Linked DNA regions of Mus musculus: all the other regions are linked to region 3. A link is a contact called in public promoter capture Hi-C data. All regions are on one chromosome and are shown on one strand. Each heading gives the region's core, a stretch centred on a gene start, on an enhancer-like site or on the middle of the called end of the contact. The rest is flanking DNA. Distances are from core to core; before and after follow the strand shown. Region 1 holds the start of Arg1 (arginase, liver). Region 2 holds the start of Tbpl1 (TATA box binding protein-like 1). Region 3 holds the start of Vnn3 (vanin 3).

Region 1 (3,254 bases), core at 418-2,917, 1.1 Mb after region 3:
AAAACAAAAGAACAGGTAAGCATATTATGGATTTTTTTTTAAATGTTTGCTTCATTATGTGTGTGTGCATGTGGGGGTGGCTCATGGAGGCAGAACATGGTGCTGAGTTCTCTGGAACTTGAGCTATGGGCAACTGTGAGCCGTCTGGTGTGGGGGATGGGAACTGAACCCTTGTCTTCTCAAAGAGGAGCAAGTGCTCTTAACCACTGAGCCACTTATCCAGACCCATATTGTGATTTTTTGTTTGTTTGTTTGTTTTGGTTTTTCGAGACAGGGTTTCTCTGTATAGCCCTGGGTATCCTGGAACTCACTTTGTAGACCAGGCTGGCCTCGAACTCAGAGATCCACCTGCCTCTGCCTCCCGAGTGCTAGGATTAAAGGCGTGCGCCACCACGCCCGGCCATATTGTGGTTTTAAAGGCATCATGAATCAACAAAATACCCCCATATTCTAGTGTTCTGGGAGAGCTCTGTGGAGATTTTTCCATAGAAGGTGAAATGCTATTACTGATACCAAATACAGTCTGGGTCTCCAACCTTCCACAATTTGTATAGTGAAGAGGGTGTGTGTGTGGGGGGGGGCGGGGGGCAGATTATATCTTTAGGTTCCACAGTTTAAAAGGCTAAAGGCTGCCTGAGTCTAAAAGCCAAGAGAAAGACCCCACGTAAAACAAAAGGACCCAGGAGTCACACACCACCTTGCTTGGCTTGGATTCCCCCCGTCCTTTTTAAACACAGAGAGTTGGAGCCTAAGGCATCCTGCTATCTCATTCTAATTAGCAGCCTGAGCGTATCCACGCAGACGGGGAATGAGGAGCGCATTTAGGCAGTGCTGACATGCGTGAGTCACTTAGGCGGGCTAGGCAGAGATTTATGGATCCATTAGTCGTGCAGACCTGATGTATTGTTTTATTTGTTCTCCTTAAAGAGAGATGTAAACCCCCCACCTCCCCCCCCATCTCCCCCCCCCAACTAATACTCAAAATCATTAAGCTCAAAATACCATGAATTCTTCGCAAACTTGCAAAAGCTCTATTATTTAAGTTATCCAAATTAAAACAAGCCTAAAGGCTACCTACCACCACCCATTACATTTTTCTAAGCATGAATTACGTAACCAGACTAATGTGTTTTCTTACAATCTCTCACTCCATACTCAGAAAACATCAAAAGCACCAAGAGCCACCGTAACTATGAGAGAAACTGCAGCCCAGACACAGGTGATCTACATCCAGAGGGTTTTTCTTCAAGCTTTGTAGTGACTCTTTGTCTTGAAATGGACTTTGGCAGGATCCAAAAGTCGGCAAGCATACTATGCCACACAGTGGTGAAGAGACTTGAGCTCTAGCACCTGGAGCCCAGATGGTGCTGGGAAGCTTGTAGCCCCAAGGCAACGCCTGTTAAGTGTTAAGAATGTAACATTTCCAGCTTGCAGCTAGACCACGATGCCTGGCAAGTGTTAAAATGTAACACTTCCCAATAAATTCCAGTCATTCAAAGCCAAACTCACCTGTCCTTTTGAGAAAGGCGCTCCGATAATCTCTAAGGACTTTGGCTTGGAGCTCATGCTCTCTCTGGGTTCCAGCGGCTGCTGCTGCTGCATGTGCTCGGGCTGTCCAGCTCCTCTCCACCGGCCGTAACCCTAAAAGACAGAGGGCACATCTTTTTCCCCCCTTATAATCAGGTTGGATCTGTTTATCCAACAACTGGCTCCGCCCACCGAATGGAAGAATGACAGAGTCAACAGAACCTCCCCATCAGAGGAACTACCATTCTTCCCTCTGAGCATTATTCATCCGTCCAGTTCACACCCTTTTGAAAAAGCCAGCTGGATGACATTAATCTCTCCTCAGACAATTGACAATTATGTGTGATTTCATAACCTCATGTGAAGTGCTAGGCTTCCGGCCTGGGCACCTCAGGGCAGGGTGCTCACCTTTTCCAGGATTTAAGTCCACTGGGGACTTGCAAGGTGAGGCTAAAACAGCAAGTGGGGGGGGGGGGTGAGGGGGTGGGGGGGGTGTCTCTTACTTCCCTCCTGTTGAGCATCCTGAGTCAAGGCTTCAAGTTCTGGGGAAAGTGAGACACATTTCATGTGTCACCAGGTTACACTGTCTAGGAAAGCATGGGGCTGGTTTTTGTTTTATATTGTTGTTGTTGTTATTATTATTATTATTTACAGGAAGGCATCATTTATTTCCCTGACAACCCAAAGCAGTTCTATTTTTGAAATACAGTCTCCAGGAAAATCTCATTTTTGGAATCATGATATCCCAAGATAGGGAAAGCAAACTAGCTAATATGAGTTGTCTTTGTCGTGTGCCAAGTGCTATTCTAGTTAATGTTCTTTCGCTTCCTGTTTCCTCTTTAAACTAACTTCAGACTGAGAATCATTCTTATGCTGTTTTGCCCAGGAAGAGACTGCAGCTTGGTGAGGTTGCTAGTCACATACAGGTTGCAGAAGAATCGAAACGGAGCAATGGGCATTCTGCACCCGCCGAGCTGCCGCGATTCTAATCTACACACCAGCAGAGTGTCAGCAGGGCCCCCTGAGATCTAGGGCAGATGAGAGAGGCCAGCCGGTAACACCAAGCCCGATGACCCGAGTTTGACCCGAAGAACCCATTTGGTGCAAGGAAAGAGTCAACTCCTCCAAGTTGATCTCTGACCTCCACGTGGGTGATGTGGTCCGGTCCCTGTGTAAAGCCACCCCCAACACTAAAGAAATATTTTTAAAAGTATTAATTTAGAAGAAACACAACCAAGTATTCTCCCAGTTACAAAGTTACATGATTATAATTTTAAAAAGAAAACCCACATGTCAGAAGTAAATTTCTTTAACCTTGTGAGGACAAAAAGCACCCAGAATTTTAATACCTCAAGAAAGATTCTGTTCCCTCTACCATCAGTACATAGAATCGTTCAGTACAAAATAAACATTGACTTATTGATTGAATAAATGTATTGCATTTATTGAATGAATAAATCAAGAAGCCAAAGTCCCTCAGGACCATTTTGATACCTCCTTTTCAAATATATTTTTCATCTTACTATGTTTTTCTGATATACGGTTATAGATTTTTTTAAAAAATTGATTTATGTAAGATAGAATTTTCCTATATATTTGAAGCTAGCTAGGAATTTAAGTTTTACCTGCTCCCAGATCCCAAATGTGCACCTCTACATTTTTGTTTGCTTTTTGGAGACATGTTTTCTTTGTGTGGCTCTGGCTACCCTAGAACTAGCCCTATAGAC
Region 2 (3,080 bases), core at 471-2,970, 1.1 Mb before region 3:
GTTTTGGGAGCACAAACTATACAAGAGGACTGGCAGTAACGGTGACATCCTTTTGCTTAGGAGAAGCAACTGAACCTGTGGTTGACATGTTGTCTATGTGATTATCAATCCTGTTTGCATCATTAATCTTCAACTGTATGAAAAGCCTTGCTCCTACTGACCATAAAAATGTTATCACCGTAGAACGTAACCTTTCCGGACCACAGACATACTTCACTTACTGATGGGAAGTTCAGTTTTGTTTTGTTTTTTGAGACACGTACTATTATACCCCTAAGCAGGCCTTGGACTCACGTTCTCCTGCCTCAGCCTCCCAGAGGCTGGGATCCCAGGCATGTGCCACCACACCCAACCTAATATGGTTTAGCAAAGTATAAAACCAGTGGTCTGTGATGCAAGGCTTTAGAACACAAACTGATGAATATTTCACGGGGCGTATCCAAACCCTAAATAATTCTTTCAATCAGACAGTGCTAAAAGTCACTTCTTGATTTGAACGGACTGCTGTTTTCTCAAACTTGGAAAGAGACTGCAAATTCTAGCCAGAAGATTGAATGCCCTCCTTATTTACATTTCCCTTTTTCAATTACCTAAGGGAATCTGTTATGGCTTCACACACAAGTCGCAATTCTAAGCCATTCTTCTTAACCACAAGTATGCCAAGCTCACACTAGTCACTGCCAGTCTCGCTCTGCAGGTGACAGATGCAGTAAAGCTCACAGATGTGGACTGGCTGCAGCTTGACACTCGGTGCAATGTACACCCTGGCAGAGCCTGCAGATGCACAGCTAGCTCAGCAAAGGGAGTGTTTTCTATTTCAGTCATTTCCCATTTTATATACTTCTAGGACCCGTCCAGACGATTATGAAGCGATTACCGCCCCCCACCTTCCCACCTCTCATCCCTGCTCAACCCTATTCACAATTCATTTCTATCTTCCCGCGTTCCAGATCCTTCTTGCCGAAGCTTAATTCGGCCACTACTATTATTATAGAGTGGGGCTCCCGGCAAGTGCCAGAAGCGAGAGGCGCCGGCGCCGCTATTTAGGGGAGCCTTCGCGCAGCTGCTCCAAGTTTTCCGAGAAGCCACCGACCCCTCGCTTAGTGTCACGGTCCCTCTTTCCCCCGGGAGCGGGCTCCAGAACCCGGTCCATCCCTGCCCGCCTTCCACCGCGAGGCAGGCGCGCCCCACCCCCACCCCGTTATCCCTACTGGGATGCCCGAGCCGCTTGGCCCGTCCTCTCCACTAGCCGGTGGCCCGCGGCGCTCCCGTGCTCGGGTCCCCGCCTCGCACAGCTTCCCCGCAGCCCAACCGGCGCGGAGACGCCCCGCGGCAGCTCCAGGCCCCGCGGGCCCCGCACCCCCATCCCCGGACCGCCGACGGGGTTACCGTGGGAAGACGGGGCGGTCGTAAAGGACACGGCGGCAGCGCTGCTGCTGGTTGCGTCGGACGCGGAGAAGAAGCTGGAGGACAAGGATGAAGATAAAACGGGTCCGCTCCCCAGTCTCCATGGAACTCCCGCCCAGGCCCGTTGCTAGGAGCCCCCCAAGGCTCGAGCTCGGTTTCTCGCTTTGTTGTTCCGGGTACAGGGCGGCCGCCGCTTCCCCCGCGACAATAAATAGACTAGACGCACGGGGGCATAGAGGCGGCACGAGGCGGCTAGAGCGCCGCCGGACCCAGGAGCTCCGGGGATCCCGGCTAGCCACTCACTTCCGGTTCTCGCTGCTCCCCTCTCCGCCCCAACCCCTAGCTCCTTCCGCCTTCCCGAAGCCGCTGGCGAAGTCCTCCTCCTGCCCGCGGGCTGGGCGAGGCGGAAGTGGCCGGAGGGCGCTGGGTACCCGGGCTGCGCTTCCCTGAGCTCGCCCGCCCGGGGTGGATTTGAAGCCCCCGGTTTATTTTCCAGCTCCTCGTTGGCGAGCAGCATGACACAAATGGGCTTTCATTTTCCTGTAAACCAGAACTGTGCCTGGCACCCAACCGCCTGTACCGACGAGCTCAGCTAGCAGCCACTGGGCCCTTAGTCGTGACCCCGGGGTGACGGGGATCCCGGCCTTACTCATCGAGGGCCCCCGGCGGCGTGGCGGGAGCAACAGGGCTAGCAGGACGCTGGCGACGCACACTCGCTGGCTTGAACGGCCGCACCGGGCGGAGTGCGCCCTCGGGATGGCTTGGGCCGTGCTGCCCGAGGAGCGAGGCTCATAACGGCCGGAGCGCAGCCGCCCGCGCGACCCAGCTCTTGCCCTTGTGGGCTCGCTCTGGCCGGTGGTGGAGGCCAGCGGGTTAAAGGTCACGTGAGCCGTTTCCTTAGGTGGCTTGGCCTCTGACTGGAGCCACTTGGCCTTTTGAGAATGACTTAGACTGTCATCACAGGGTTTAGACGTGCACACCTAGTAGGGAAGTTTAAGTATTTGAGGGATAGCCAAGGATGCCTCTTTATCTCTCCTCCCTACTCTTAAAGTGTGAAAACGCGCGCACAACACACACACACACACACACACACACACACAGCGCACTCGAACGTTTTAAAGCCCTGAAGGACAGATTTGCTTCAGTTCTCACTTTTATTTATTTATTTTTTTGAGCAATATTAAATAGGTGTACTTTGTGTGGGATAGGACGAACAAGAAGCTGGGTGAGAAAGTCATGCCTATGGTGACTGATTTTGACAGATTTAGAAGGGATGGCCCTGAGAGGAGAGGAAAAGAGGATGTTGTGGTCTGGCTACACTGGGGCTGGCTACACTGGGGCGTGGAGGTGTTAATAGGAATAGGGCATGGCGAGTATAGCTAGGAGAAAGTGACAAGATAAAGTTGGAGGGGAACGAAGACCCAAACTCATCTGCACCTTGCAGACAGGAGTTTGGATTCTCTCCCAAATGGAGAGCAACGGGGTATGGTTTAAAAAACAACAACAAAAAAAAAAAAAACAAAAAAAAAACAAAAAACAAAAAACCGATAACCAGAAAAAGCTCTATTTTTAGGGGCTACTGCCCTGTTTAGAAGGCAATTTTACAACAATGGCGACTGATTCTAAGGTCTTTGATACTTTCCTTCAGGCAGCCCAGCAGGATACCTGGAAAG
Region 3 (3,044 bases), core at 323-2,822:
GACTGCATAAGACCCACTCTAGATCAAGCTGCCTAAAATTCAGCAAGGATGGAGGAGAGGCTGCTGAAGTCTCACTCCAGTGCAGAAGGTGGCAATTGGTTGCTGCTGGGGGAAGAAAGATAAGGTTTTATTTCTGTTTTTCTTTCTTTGGTCAAATTTTATTTTATTTTTATTAAATTTATTTATTCACTTTACATCCCAATGTCAGCCCCCCTTTTTTTCCCAGTACCCCTCATGCAAATCCTCTCTGCATTCTTCCCTCCTTTGAGAAAGGGGAGTTCCCCTCTAGGTATTGCCCACCCCCAGCCCTTACTCTGCCTCCTGCACATCAAGTCTCTGCAGGGCTAGGTGCATCCTCTCTCACTGAGGCCAGATAAGGCAGCCCAGTTAGGGAAACAGGATCCAAAGGCAGGCAGACAAGGCAGGCAGGCAGACAGCTGAGTTAGAGACAGTCCTCTCTTCTGTTGGAGGACCTGCATAATGACCAAGCTACAGATCTGCTACATACGTGCAGGGACCTAGGTAGGTCCAGCTTATGCTTGCTCTTTGGTTGGTGATTCAGTCTCTGGGAGCCCCCAAGGGTCCAGGTTAGTTGACTCTGTTGGTTTTCCTGTGGAGTCCTTGTTCTCTTCAGGTCCCTCAATCCTTCCCACAGCTCTTCCATAAGGCTCCCCAAGCTCCATCTAATGTTTGATATGAGTCTTGCATCTCATTCCATTGGCTGCTGGGTGGAGCCTCTCAGAGGAAAGTTATTCTAGGCTCCTGTCCTAGAGACTCCTTCCCCCTACCATCAACTATGGAAAACCTGGACTCATTTGGACCTGATATATATATATATATATATATATATATATATATATATATATATATATATATATATATAGAGAGAGAGAGAGAGAGAGAGAGAGAGAGAGAGAAGAGGTGTGAGAATGGGGGTTGGATTTGTGTGTTTGACTAAAACACATTATAGACCTGTATGAAATTCTCAAATGAAACAAAGGATGGCTGGAGAAATGGTTTAGTAGTTAGGAACACTTGTTCTTTCAGAAGACCTGGATTTGTTTCTCAGTATCCTTGTCACCACCAATACTCATAACCCCTGAAACTCCAATTCCACGGGGAAATCTGACACCGTCTTCTGACCTTCCTGGATTGACCTGACCAGTCATGGACTTGGTACAGATACACACATAGAGGCAAAATACCCATACAAATAAAACAAAACAAATCTAATTAAAATAAAACCCTCAGGCTTTTCTTAGACTGTTTTGTCCCTATTGCAGCCATAAGTATAAATCCTCAACAAATTGTTGATGTGATAGCTGTCTTCTAGAACACCACAGTATTTACTGTACTAATGGGAATATTGGTGTGCTAGTAAAATACCTTTAATTTAAAAATACACCAATTAAGAACTTGACCAGTACGTTTAGTATGGACTCAACTGGTTGGTTCAGTGATTTCCCTTTTAGAGATGAGTTGGCCTCTGAGCAATGTCAACAATTGCTGCAAACCCATGCTCATGCAATTCTGAACTTCTGCCAATCTTGCATAACCCTGTTCCTCAATGCCGTGTTCCATAATATATTCACAGGCAGCTGGCTGGCATCACGACTTGCGTCTGAATATTTTTTTTTCCCACTGAGATACAGTAGAAGAACCTTCTGATTTTCAGAGATCACTCTATTTTAATTATGGCTTCATTACATTTTCCTCAATGGGCAGTGAGTTTTGTCTTCTTTGCCCAGGCTGTGGGTTCAATGGACACTTTTATTGCTGCTGTGTATGAACATGCTGTTATACTGCCAAACAAAACTGAAAGTCCTGTTTCCACTGAAGAGGCTTTGCTCCTGATAAACAAGAACATAGACATTTTGGAGAGTGCAATCAAGCTGGCAGCCAGACAGGTAACACTCTTTTGTTCATGTCTGAGATGGGATATTGATTGCAGCTGGACAAGAATGTAGATATTTAAAAATGATGAGGAAACTTTTCTTTCCATGTCTGTTTTGAGCAGGGTGCACATATCATTGTGACGCCAGAAGATGGAATCTATGGTTGGATCTTCACCAGGGAGACCATTTACCCCTACCTAGAGGATATACCAGACCCTGAAGTGAACTGGATTCCCTGTAGAGACCCTAGGAGGTAACATCATGCCAAAGAGTAAATGACTCTGTCAACAAAGAGTTAACGATGAGATAGAGCAGTAATGTCACCAGGCTTGACTTGTTATTTTTTTCTGATGATTAGACAGTCTGTGGCACTGGCCTAATGCTTCATAGTGTCTGCTACTCACTGTGCCTTCATGTGGCAAATATCTTTGGCTAAGAATACTTGATTCATTACGACAACAGTTCTCTTTAAAATCTAGCATGTGAACTGTTCCCCACAAGTATGTTTAACTAAGTTTCAGCCAAGTGAGAATGGTACTTCTGGAACTTGAGCTCTCAAGTGCAAGTCAGTGGGTTCGCCCAGGAGCCTTCACAAGAAGAGTGAAATGATTAAGGAGCCTGTGTGCCTTGCCTTTTCCTTTGCCTTTGCCTTTTCCATTTCCTTTTCCTTTTCCTTTTCCTTTTCCTTTTCCTTTTTCTTTTCCAGTCACTGTTTCTAAGGTCCAGAGACACATTAAAACAACTACCTATGACTGTCTGTAAAGACATGGATACAGACAGATGGACAGACAGAGCGATAGAGACAGAGAGACACAGAGACAGAGAGATAAGAGATAGACAGAGACAGAGAAACAGAGACAGGCAGGCAGGGGCGAGAGGGAGAAAGGGAAGAGAGCGAGAAGGGGGTGAGTATCACGGCTGAAGGAAGTCCAACTGGAAACTGTTGAAAAATCTAAGGCCAGCTTTTAGATAATATAAATATACCACCTGAGAGTCTACAGGAAGACACTGGTTAGGCTTGTGAGTGGATCCATAGGGGAGAACACTGGGGAAACTGTGAACGGTTCCCAAGCTAACCCTTCCAGAGCCTGTGTTGCTAACACCGTGCCGTCACCTTGGTTCCACAGTAGTCAGTAAGGTGCATGGGAG

Evidence for each region. Promoter capture Hi-C pulls out the DNA fragments that hold promoters and counts their contacts.
Region 1: a promoter capture Hi-C map of liver shows a contact between it and region 3, with 2.8 times the contacts expected there. The contact joins the promoter of Arg1 here to the promoter of Vnn3 in region 3. A contact is called at or near these places in 2 of 39 promoter capture datasets (both in liver).
Region 2: a contact with region 3 is called in a promoter capture Hi-C map of stem cell-derived epiblast-like cells, with 7 times the contacts expected there. The contact joins the promoter of Tbpl1 here to the promoter of Vnn3 in region 3. A contact is called at or near these places in 10 of 39 promoter capture datasets (the 3T3-L1 cell line, 3T3-L1-derived adipocytes, embryonic stem cells and 4 more) and 1 of 115 datasets of contacts at active chromatin or transcription factors (pancreatic cancer cells).

Annotation. Positions count from the first base shown.
Region 1 is chr10:24,925,803-24,929,056 of GRCm38.p6, forward strand. Arg1 (arginase, liver) reads right to left here and starts at 1,668. Exons shown (of 8, transcript NM_007482.3): 1 at 1,510-1,668. The coding sequence starts at 1,566. It overlaps Gm40616 (a long non-coding RNA gene), which reads left to right. Exons shown (of 4, transcript XR_001779741.2): 2 at 1-15; 3 at 1,160-1,971.
Region 2 is chr10:22,729,727-22,732,806 of GRCm38.p6, forward strand. It overlaps Tbpl1 (TATA box binding protein-like 1), which reads right to left and starts at 1,721. Exons shown (of 7, transcript NM_011603.5): 1 at 1,390-1,721.
Region 3 is chr10:23,849,890-23,852,933 of GRCm38.p6, forward strand. It overlaps Vnn3 (vanin 3), which reads left to right and starts at 1,573. Exons shown (of 7, transcript NM_011979.2): 1 at 1,573-1,907; 2 at 2,018-2,148. The coding sequence starts at 1,695.